Regions from separate parts of the Mus musculus genome. Here regions 2 and 3 are each linked to region 1. The links are chromatin contacts, called in public HiChIP or PLAC-seq and promoter capture Hi-C maps. All regions are on one chromosome and are shown on one strand. The core of a region is the stretch at or near the end of the contact, and the rest is flanking DNA. Distances in the headings are between cores, read along the strand shown.

The links. Promoter capture Hi-C pulls out the DNA fragments that hold promoters and counts their contacts. HiChIP or PLAC-seq counts read pairs in DNA pulled down with a chosen protein or histone mark.
Region 2: a contact with region 1 is called in a promoter capture Hi-C map of neural stem cells. The contact joins the enhancer-like site here to the promoter of Slc35a3 in region 1. A contact is called at or near these places in 5 of 39 promoter capture datasets (the C10 cell line, cranial neural crest, hematopoietic stem and progenitor cells and 1 more), 1 of 15 datasets of contacts at CTCF or cohesin (the NIH/3T3 cell line), 5 of 115 datasets of contacts at active chromatin or transcription factors (the SCID.adh cell line, bone marrow-derived macrophages, effector CD8 T cells and 2 more) and 1 of 9 other capture datasets (liver).
Region 3: an H3K4me3 HiChIP or PLAC-seq map of embryonic stem cells shows a contact between it and region 1, with 16 read pairs. The contact joins the enhancer-like site here to the promoter of Slc35a3 in region 1. A contact is called at or near these places in 17 of 39 promoter capture datasets (the 3T3-L1 cell line, 3T3-L1-derived adipocytes, the C10 cell line and 12 more), 1 of 15 datasets of contacts at CTCF or cohesin (the NIH/3T3 cell line), 11 of 115 datasets of contacts at active chromatin or transcription factors (the 230-238 cell line, the SCID.adh cell line, bone marrow-derived macrophages and 6 more) and 3 of 9 other capture datasets (adipose tissue, embryonic stem cells and liver).

The regions. Positions count from the first base shown.
Region 1 is chr3:116,710,734-116,713,650 of GRCm38.p6, reverse strand. It overlaps Slc35a3 (solute carrier family 35 (UDP-N-acetylglucosamine (UDP-GlcNAc) transporter), member 3), which reads left to right and starts at 1,371. Exons shown (of 8, transcript NM_144902.4): 1 at 1,371-1,568.
Region 2 is chr3:116,379,046-116,381,886 of GRCm38.p6, reverse strand. All of the region lies in intron 4 of Cdc14a (CDC14 cell division cycle 14A), which reads left to right. Among named protein-coding and RNA genes, the nearest start is that of Cdc14a, 44 kb to the left of the region's middle. Within about 2 kb of position 1,291, at least 104 of the 459 cell types and tissues checked have an H3K27ac peak or open chromatin away from gene starts, as enhancers often do. A contact at or near this core is called in the NIH/3T3 cell line, effector CD8 T cells, memory CD8 T cells and 2 more, where this site is marked.
Region 3 is chr3:116,340,127-116,342,826 of GRCm38.p6, reverse strand. All of the region lies in intron 7 of Cdc14a (CDC14 cell division cycle 14A), which reads left to right. Among named protein-coding and RNA genes, the nearest start is that of Cdc14a, 83 kb to the left of the region's middle. Within about 2 kb of position 1,371, at least 36 of the 459 cell types and tissues checked have an H3K27ac peak or open chromatin away from gene starts, as enhancers often do. A contact at or near this core is called in embryonic stem cells and trophoblast stem cells, where this site is marked.

The DNA.
Region 1 (2,917 bases), core at 122-2,621:
ATGGTTGCTAAGAGATCGAGACCTTCAATGCCAGCCTGGAGCCATCCTGAGCTACAATGTGAGACCCCGTCAAAAAAAAAAAAAAAGTAAGAAGTATAAGAAGTATTGTATTTGTTACTTTCTTTTTGCCTGAGAAAGCCACTTAGAGGGAGGACTTATTAGTCCTCCCTGAAACATCATCGTTTCAGATGTTTTGGTTCATGGTGACTAGGTTTCATTGCCTCTGGGTCTCTGGTTGGAACTTATGTACTGGGGCAGTTATTTACCAAAAAAAGCATACAGGCTGCAAAGAGAGCTAGAGGAAAGGCTAGGTTAAGACACACCCTCAGCGACCCACTTCTTCCAAATAGGCTTGTGCCACCATTTACACCATCTCCTAATAATACCTTCAAAGATTTAATACATCAGTGGCTTAGGTCAGAGGTTCACTATCCATTCACTTCCCCCAACATCAAAGTCCATTAGCTGGCAACCAAACCTTTACCACATGATGAATCTTTGGGGGACGTTTTAGGTTCGGACCCTAGCAAATATCAAGATCTAATCCACATTCCATCCCCCAGAAGTTTTCTGAAGGTCGGATTACACAAACATTTAAGCGAGGCATCATGTGCTAACAGTCATTTAATTTTATTTTTCTCCGTTGTTTTCTAACGATGCTTCCCTAATGGATGGTTTTAATCATTTGCCACGCAAAGAAGCGTAAGCTTAATTCTAGGAGCATTGTTTTAACAGGGAAGGGATAAATCTGCTGTATCCGATGATCAATCCGGACCCAGAATATTACATTTCAGCCTGTCCACAGCCAGCAATGGCTACAGTGGTTGGGAACTTTTGGAAATACATTAGCAGACTGAAACGTAATATGCATGAGATTCTTGCAGACAGGAAGAGGTAAATTGCTCTCTTTCTCTCTTCACCTTTCCCCTGGTTAGTGACACTAAGCCCATTCTGCGTTCCTGACACTCTTCCAGGTCTCCCAGGGTGGGGGACAGGGATCATTCCTAACCGAACCAGCTGGCTCCTAGACTAAGGTTGGTAACCTGCACCAGGTATAATCTTGTTTTCAACTCACTGGTGGTCATTTTCAGGAGCCAAGATCCGCCTCCCGGTTCTCATCAGAGTTCTTTGATCCAAAGGACTTTGTCCCCTTCCTTAAGTGACAGATCATCCCGCCACTTTCTGCCGCAGGACTGTGGGGAGAGAGACACCTTCCTATCAAACTCTCCGGCGACCGTGAGACTGTCACGGGAGCTGCGCGAGGAGCAGCCGCGGTTGGGGTCGCCTCAGGGACGCGTCCCGCAAGCGCGAAGCTGGGGCCCCCGGAGCCGAACAGGGAACGGCGTTTGCCGGGGCCGAGGCGGAAGCCGGATCCTTTGGCGGACCGGACCGCGGGAACCCGGAAACGCCTGGGCCTCACCGAAGCGGTCCGGGCCACAGAGCCGGCGGGAGCCGGCGGTGCTGCGGGTCAGCGGACGCGGCGGAGCCGACGGGCTCGGCAGCCTGGGTCTCCCGGCGTCGCGGAGCCCGGGGCTCCAGTGCGGGCAGCTGGCCGAGCCGCACGGCGGGTGAGCGGAGGGCGCTGGGGGAAGCTGGCGGGACGCCGAGGCCGGGCTGGGAGGGCGCGGGGCGGTTGAGGCCACCGGGACCACAGCGGACGGCTGCAGCCCTAGTTTATGAGGAGTAGATGAATGGGCGCCTTGTACCTCCGGCCTGGACGTGCCGAAACGTTCTGGGTGGAGGAGGAAAAGGTCGGGAGGGGAGGGGTGTGGCAGGCAGTGTGCCTGCAAGCTCCAGACTGGCGGGCCAAGTGCCTTGGGGGCCAGGCTGGCGGCCTGTCCTTCCGCGGTCATTTCGGGAGCTCCGGCTCAGCCTGTGACCCCGGGCTAGGGACGAGTCTGCTCGGTGAGAAAGGACGGTGTAGTCAAGAAGCTGCAGGGACTTGGAGAGATGGAAAGGGTGCCCGTGGTAAGTCTAGACCGAAGGCGATGGGTGTCCATCAGTGTGTGTGGCGAGAGTTTGCAGGGGTTCTAAGTATTGAAGAGTGGGGAGCTTAGTGAACATTTTATTTAAGCTAACTCAAGTTTCTGCTAGTTCAGATTAATTAAGGGATATTAAACGAAGTAATGGGTTTTAACTGTAGCAAGGCACTTATAGGAGTGTGCCCTTTATTATATCCTATTAAACGCAATATTTGAAGATGGCACCTGAGTTGAGTCTTTGTAGACACTTATTTTGGTAGTTACAGGTAATGTTTGGTTGTTTCTCACGTCTTCATTCCGTTGCTACTAACTCAAGTTGCTTGCTTTCAAATGAATGACTCCTACGTTTATGCGTCTGACTAACTTCCCTCCCTTTAAATTTTTTCCTACCGCATCTGCCCTTATTTTCTGGTCACTTTCAGGTGCACCATACCAATAGCTTCCAAAACGGAACTTGCAGCTTTAAGTCTTTCTGCCTTGGAACTACGCCTGACCTGATAGCACACGCATGAGCAGGGCCCCCTCTCTTCTCTGTCTCACTATCTCCTGGTTCTCTTCATCCACCCACACACCCCCACTCCTGCCCCCTCTTCACTGTGTGTGGCTGTGCTGGGCAGTGAACCCCGTGGGAATTGACGGAGCACTCTGTCACTGAGCTGTAATTTTAGTTCTTTGCAATCGCTTTTTGAAGCTGGAGATTTAATGCCACTCTCTGACAGTTCTCTCAGAAATACTCAGCGACAATTTACTTAGTTAGTGGTTCTAGGGATGGAACATAGGTCATACTGAAGGCTAGGTAAGTGCTTAGCTACTGTGGAGTATCCATAACCAAGAATAGATTTTAAATAATTTAGGTAGCCATTAAAAACCCTTCAAAATGTAAACCACTCCATGATACAAGTTAATGTAATCCTTTCATTCTTTTTTAAAAATAG
Region 2 (2,841 bases), core at 42-2,541, 330 kb after region 1:
GTTTCTCCAAGAGACTCCCATGCCAAGGTCCAGGTGGTTTTTAGTCAGCTGATACTGGGATCATGGGAAAAGCTGCTTGTGTTAAGCGCGCAGATCATAAGACTGATTTATCCTTATCACATTATCATCTGATTCACTGTGTTACCCTCAGGCTTCTCTCAGGCTTTCTCCCCCTTTTCTAGGCGGCCAGAGCAGGCTGTCCGGAGTAACCCTGAAGGAGAAGAGCCTGTCTTTGGTGTCAACTTGGGGCCCTTGCAGAGGCAGCCTGAGCCTCCTAAGTCAGTGTGAAGAGAGTCAGAATGCACCCAGGCACTATCCATTAGGTTTTTAATGTATTTTGGATTCTATAATTTTAACGTGTGAATTTTATTTCAAGGACACGCCCCTAATACACACACACACACACACACACACACACACACACACACACACACACCTGAGTGTTGTGGCACACCCAAATGTCATCATTTGGAGGCTAAGGCTGGGTGGTTGTGAGTGCCAGGCTACTCTGGGCTACATAGTGACACCCTGATTCAAACGAAAGAACGAATCCCTCCAAAAACCACGTGACCCTCCAAAGCCTAGAAAGGAATTCCATTTGATATGATGCATTTCATTATATTTATATGCATTTTCATATTATATATTAATTATATCCTTTCTCCATTGTGGAAAGCGAATTAGTTCATTCAAAACTCTCTCCATATGTGAGTTGAAAGGAGGAGAGCGAGGTGCAGTCCCTGTTCGGTTCGCTCTGTAGACATGACTAAGATCGTTAGAATTTAAGATGTCGTTGCACATTGGTAAGCATAGACTGTGCCACGTGAACCACTGAACACACGTTACTACTTGGCATTCTTTTCTCCTTTCCTTTCTTCCTCTCTGTCTCTTCCTCTCCTTCATCTTTCCTTTCCTTTTCCCTCCCGTTCCAACATGTCCCCCACTCTCATCCCCTCCTGAGTCTTTCTCTGTAGCCCTAGGTAGCCTCAAACTCCACCGATCCTCCTGTCTCTCTTTGGATCTTTGTTAGTTTTTCTCCCCACTCCCACCCCTCATTCTCAGGACTTCCATGGCAGGGCCTTGAAGGGCTTTTGACATTTCATTTTGTAGAGCCAGGCTTATTTAGTTTGGTGGCAAAGTCACGGCTCACGAAAGTAAGTTGCTTTGCTGGTGTCACCTTTGCTTGAAGGAAACATTCAAAGTTGTTCCACGACTTCATAAAGCTCTTAGCAGGGGGTGGCCTTTGTGGTTTACAGCTTCACACTAAAGAGCAGAGCGAGTGTCAGCCTTTCTGTGGGGTCGTGCAGACGGCAGGCTGAGTCAGACTCCTCAATCCTTTCAGGAGTAGGTGTGAGTCATTCATTGGGCTTGCTTGGTGGAATTTCTTATTTAATCAAAATAATACGAAACTTTTTTTTTAAAGACAGGCTCTTCCTGGTGTTTCTCCACCCTGATCTGTCTGCCTGCGCCAGCCCCGCCCCTTCCGGTTCTTCACACTGCCATTTTCTTACCACCTCACTCCGGAGCAAGGCTCAAGCAGAGCTTTCTCCATTTACCTCTAAGGTGCTGTGATAAACTTCCCAAAGTTAGTTCTCTGCAGGCTCTCTCTCCCCTGCTAGAGTGAGTTTCTGGAGTAAAGATATATGGATTTTCACTCAAATATCTATGTCCCCTGTGCCCAAGCCAGTGCCTGTCTCTGCAGTTTTAGTGGAAAAGGGGATGGATGCGCTAGGAAACGTCCCTGCAGGGGGTTCAGAGTCCCAGAGCGAGCGATCCTGTGCTGACCACCTAAACACAGTGCAGACGGACCTCCCCCTCGGTCTCTCCGCTATTACATTTCCATATATGACAGCAAACTCTTCATTATCCCTGACACTAGGTATTAGTCAATTTTGGCCTTAACATATTAAATGGAAAATTCCAAAAAAAAATTAAATAAATAAATAAATAAAAAGTTTTAAGTTGTTTACCATTTCAAGTAGTATCATGATGTTTCTTACTGTCTGGTTCTATTCCACTGTGGCTATGAATTATCTCAGCGTCCAGCAGATCCACATTGTATATCCTACCTGCCCCATAGTTACCCACTACCTGTCTTGGTATCTAGTCTACTGGCATACTGTCTCATTGTTCATATTGCAGTGATCTTTACCAGGTTACTCTCTACCTGTATTATCCACCCAACTTCATCTGATCACTTAGGCACTGCATTTTAAAAAATGATTTATTTATGTATATTAGCACGCTGTTGCTGACACACCAGAAGAGGGCATCAGATCCTTTAGATGGTTGTGAGCCATCACGTGGTTGCTGGGAATTGAACTCATGACTTACAGAAGAGCAGCCAGTGCTCTTAACCTCTGAGTCATCTCTTCAGTAAAAGTGGTGTAAGAAAAGATTTTGAGCGGCTACATTCACATAGCTTCTATGCTGTTACAATTTTTTTCTGTCAATACTAGTTTCTGTTGTTAATCTTTTATTTTGCCTAATAAGTTAAATAACATAGGTATCTATCTATCTATCTATCTATCTATCTATCTATCTATCTATCTATCTATCTATCTATCATCTGTCTATTCATCCATAGTTAACCAGGAGGCAGTAGAATGGCTCTGCAGGTAAAGTGCTTGCTCTTTAAGCTTGAACCCTAGAACCCACACACATGCAGAAAGAGACAGCTGATGTCACACAGTCATACTCTGAGCTCCACACACGTTATACACAAATATGATAATAGTCAACAAGAAATAATAAAAAAAATTACAAAAAAAGAAGCCTTTGGGTCTTCGTGGTTTGAAGCTTCTCTTCTGGGTTGACAAGCATGTCCCCTGTGGGGAAGTG
Region 3 (2,700 bases), core at 122-2,621, 370 kb after region 1:
GTATGTGTGGGGCACACATGTGTCTGTATGTATGGCGTGGATGTACACACATGTGCGTGTGGAGGCCTAAGGTTAATAAATTGTCTATCATCCGTCTACCTATTCATTAAGGAAGAGTGGGTCTCAGTCATATTCAGAGTTTATCAATATGGCCGGGCTTATTAGCCAGCCTGTTCTCGGAATTCCTTTGGAAGCTAGATTTACAAGCAGGCTGCCACACTCACCAGATTATGTGGCTTTCTGGGAATCTGATGCTGGTTCTTGTACTTGCATGGCGGGTACTCTAACTGCTGAGTCAGTCCCTTAAAGGAGGTTATGTGACCAGAATGCTACTTATAATGCTACAGAGGATGGGTCAGCAGGGTGTAACCACTTGCTTCTAGTCTAACGATTTCTTAAAGGTTTTGTCTGCTTTCACCTCCCATTCAGGAATCTAAAGAATGCCATGTATAAGCCAGGCGGTGGTGGCCCACGCCTTTAATCCCAGCACATGGGAGGCAGAGGCAGGCAGATTTCTGAGTTTGAGGCCAGACTGGTCTACAAAGTGAGTTCCAGGACAGCCAGGGCTATACAGAGAAACCCTGTCTCAAAAAAACAAAAAACAAAAAAACCAAAACCAAAAAAACAACAAAAAAAGAATGCCATGTATAATTAGTCATATGGATATTTTAAATATTCCACTAGGGACATTCAGAAATGATAGAAAGAAATGGTGAAGGTATTTTAAAAGATGTATTTCAATTAATTCATTATATCCCACATATTTCAACATATAGTTAAGACAGGGATTATTAATGGAGTAGTTTAGTTTACATTTAAAAAAAAAATCATGCCTTCAAAGTCCAGTGTGGCGTTTACACTCCAGCATACCTGAGTCTGGTCTGTTCATCCTGTAAGACACAGGAGCCATGGGTGGCCAGGGTAATGATTCCACAAAATAACAGGCTTGCCATGTACGGTCATGGTCCCCCAGAATGGCATGAAGCCTAAGTCAGTGCTCTATCCGCTCTGACTGCTCATGTGGGAGTACTTTCAAGATTGTCCAATTTAGGAGGTTTAGAGAAGGATGCCTCCGGAATTTGGATATTTCCATGTGACCAGCACATGGATTATTGACTTTAGGACTGAGAAATAGCATCAGACACAGGTCTTGAAAAACAAAAACAAAAACAAAAAAAACCCAAAAACCCAAAAACAAAACAAAACAAAACAAAACCAAAACACCTTCTAGAATATGGTTTCTCCAGTTCCCAAGTCAACCCGTCTGTCCTGTTGCTTAGACACACATTGCTCAGTCAGGATTCTACCAGTAATACTAGGCATATCCAGATCCAACCAACCAACCAATCCGCTCACCCACCCTAACAACTAACCAAAGTCACACGATCTGAAAGCGCCCCGTAGCAATCAGTGTCGAAACGTCTGTACTTTCCGACAGGGCTTGTAAGGTATTCCCAAAGAACCCGAGAACCAATACTACAACCACTCCTTTTGGAATCTAGCCAGGGATCAGTTCAGGAAAATAATATCGACCTTTTATCCTAGGGAGATATGTGAAAACAAGAGCCCTAGTGTTCAATTTACACCGTGATGGTATGTGCCTGTGTATATATGGGCAGCACGCCCTCTAGTGGTGAAGTGACTGCAAGACATCCTGCTTTGACGACCTTGGTGACGCTAGGTCCTCAATTTATAGCTCCCTCTGCTTTCCGCGAAGCGCGTTATTGCTTTATTTTGATGACTGGTCCATGAGCTGGTGACCTCACAGGAAAATGCAGAGCAGGGTCACCCACTAGCAGTACCTTGTTCTTGCTTGTGGCTGGGATTGATGGAGACGAAATGCAGAGAAAGGAGCTTGAGGGGTGATCTTTTGGGGGTCGGGAGGAGCGCTCATCTCTGTGGGTCACATTTATTACCTCGCTTAGTTTTTCAATTTCAAAAAGCTTCCTTAAGTAGCCTCCTGGGGATTCAGTAGAGTTCAAAGATCAACTTTAGAATGTAGCAACTACTTAGAAGGCTTCCTTTTAGCTACATGATGTCTGTCACCCCCCCCCCCCCCAGCTCCCAATAAGTAATAAGTCTAACCACTTTTGAGCGAATGCTGTCTGAGAAATAGCGCTGTCAGCAGGAGGGTATTTTTTTCAGATTGTCAATCTATTGTTGACTTGATTTTGTTTTCTCAAATGCTGGCTATCTGGGACACATCTTTGACCTTGGCAGGTGAGAGCCACACCCAGCTACATCTACCTGACCTCAGAGGAGAGGAGCTGCTGCTTTCGCAGGTGCAGGGGCACCGCACAGGGCTTCTTGTTTTTTACCTTGGTACTCAGAGAACAGGATCGTATTTGCTCAACACCTAGTAAACACAGTTCACACCCATCCATCGGCAGCTGGGGCCTCTGCTCGCCTCAGTTCCTGCCCAGGCAGCTCCATTCCGATCGCTCTGACTGGGAAACTTTGCTTTAAAAAAAAAAAAAATAATAATAATATAACGCTGGGACCAGGGAGATGGCTCAATCAGAAAAATGTTTGCCAAAGCAAGCATGAAGACCAGATTGTAGATTCCTTCAGCCTGTGCAAAAAAAGCTGTCATGGTGGCGAGCTGTCTGTAATCCTAGCACTTGGTGTGGAGGTGGGGGAGAGGGTTGGGATAGAGGCTTGGGCTGTTTGTGTGGTTCCCTGAGTCATTCTCAGCCCCAT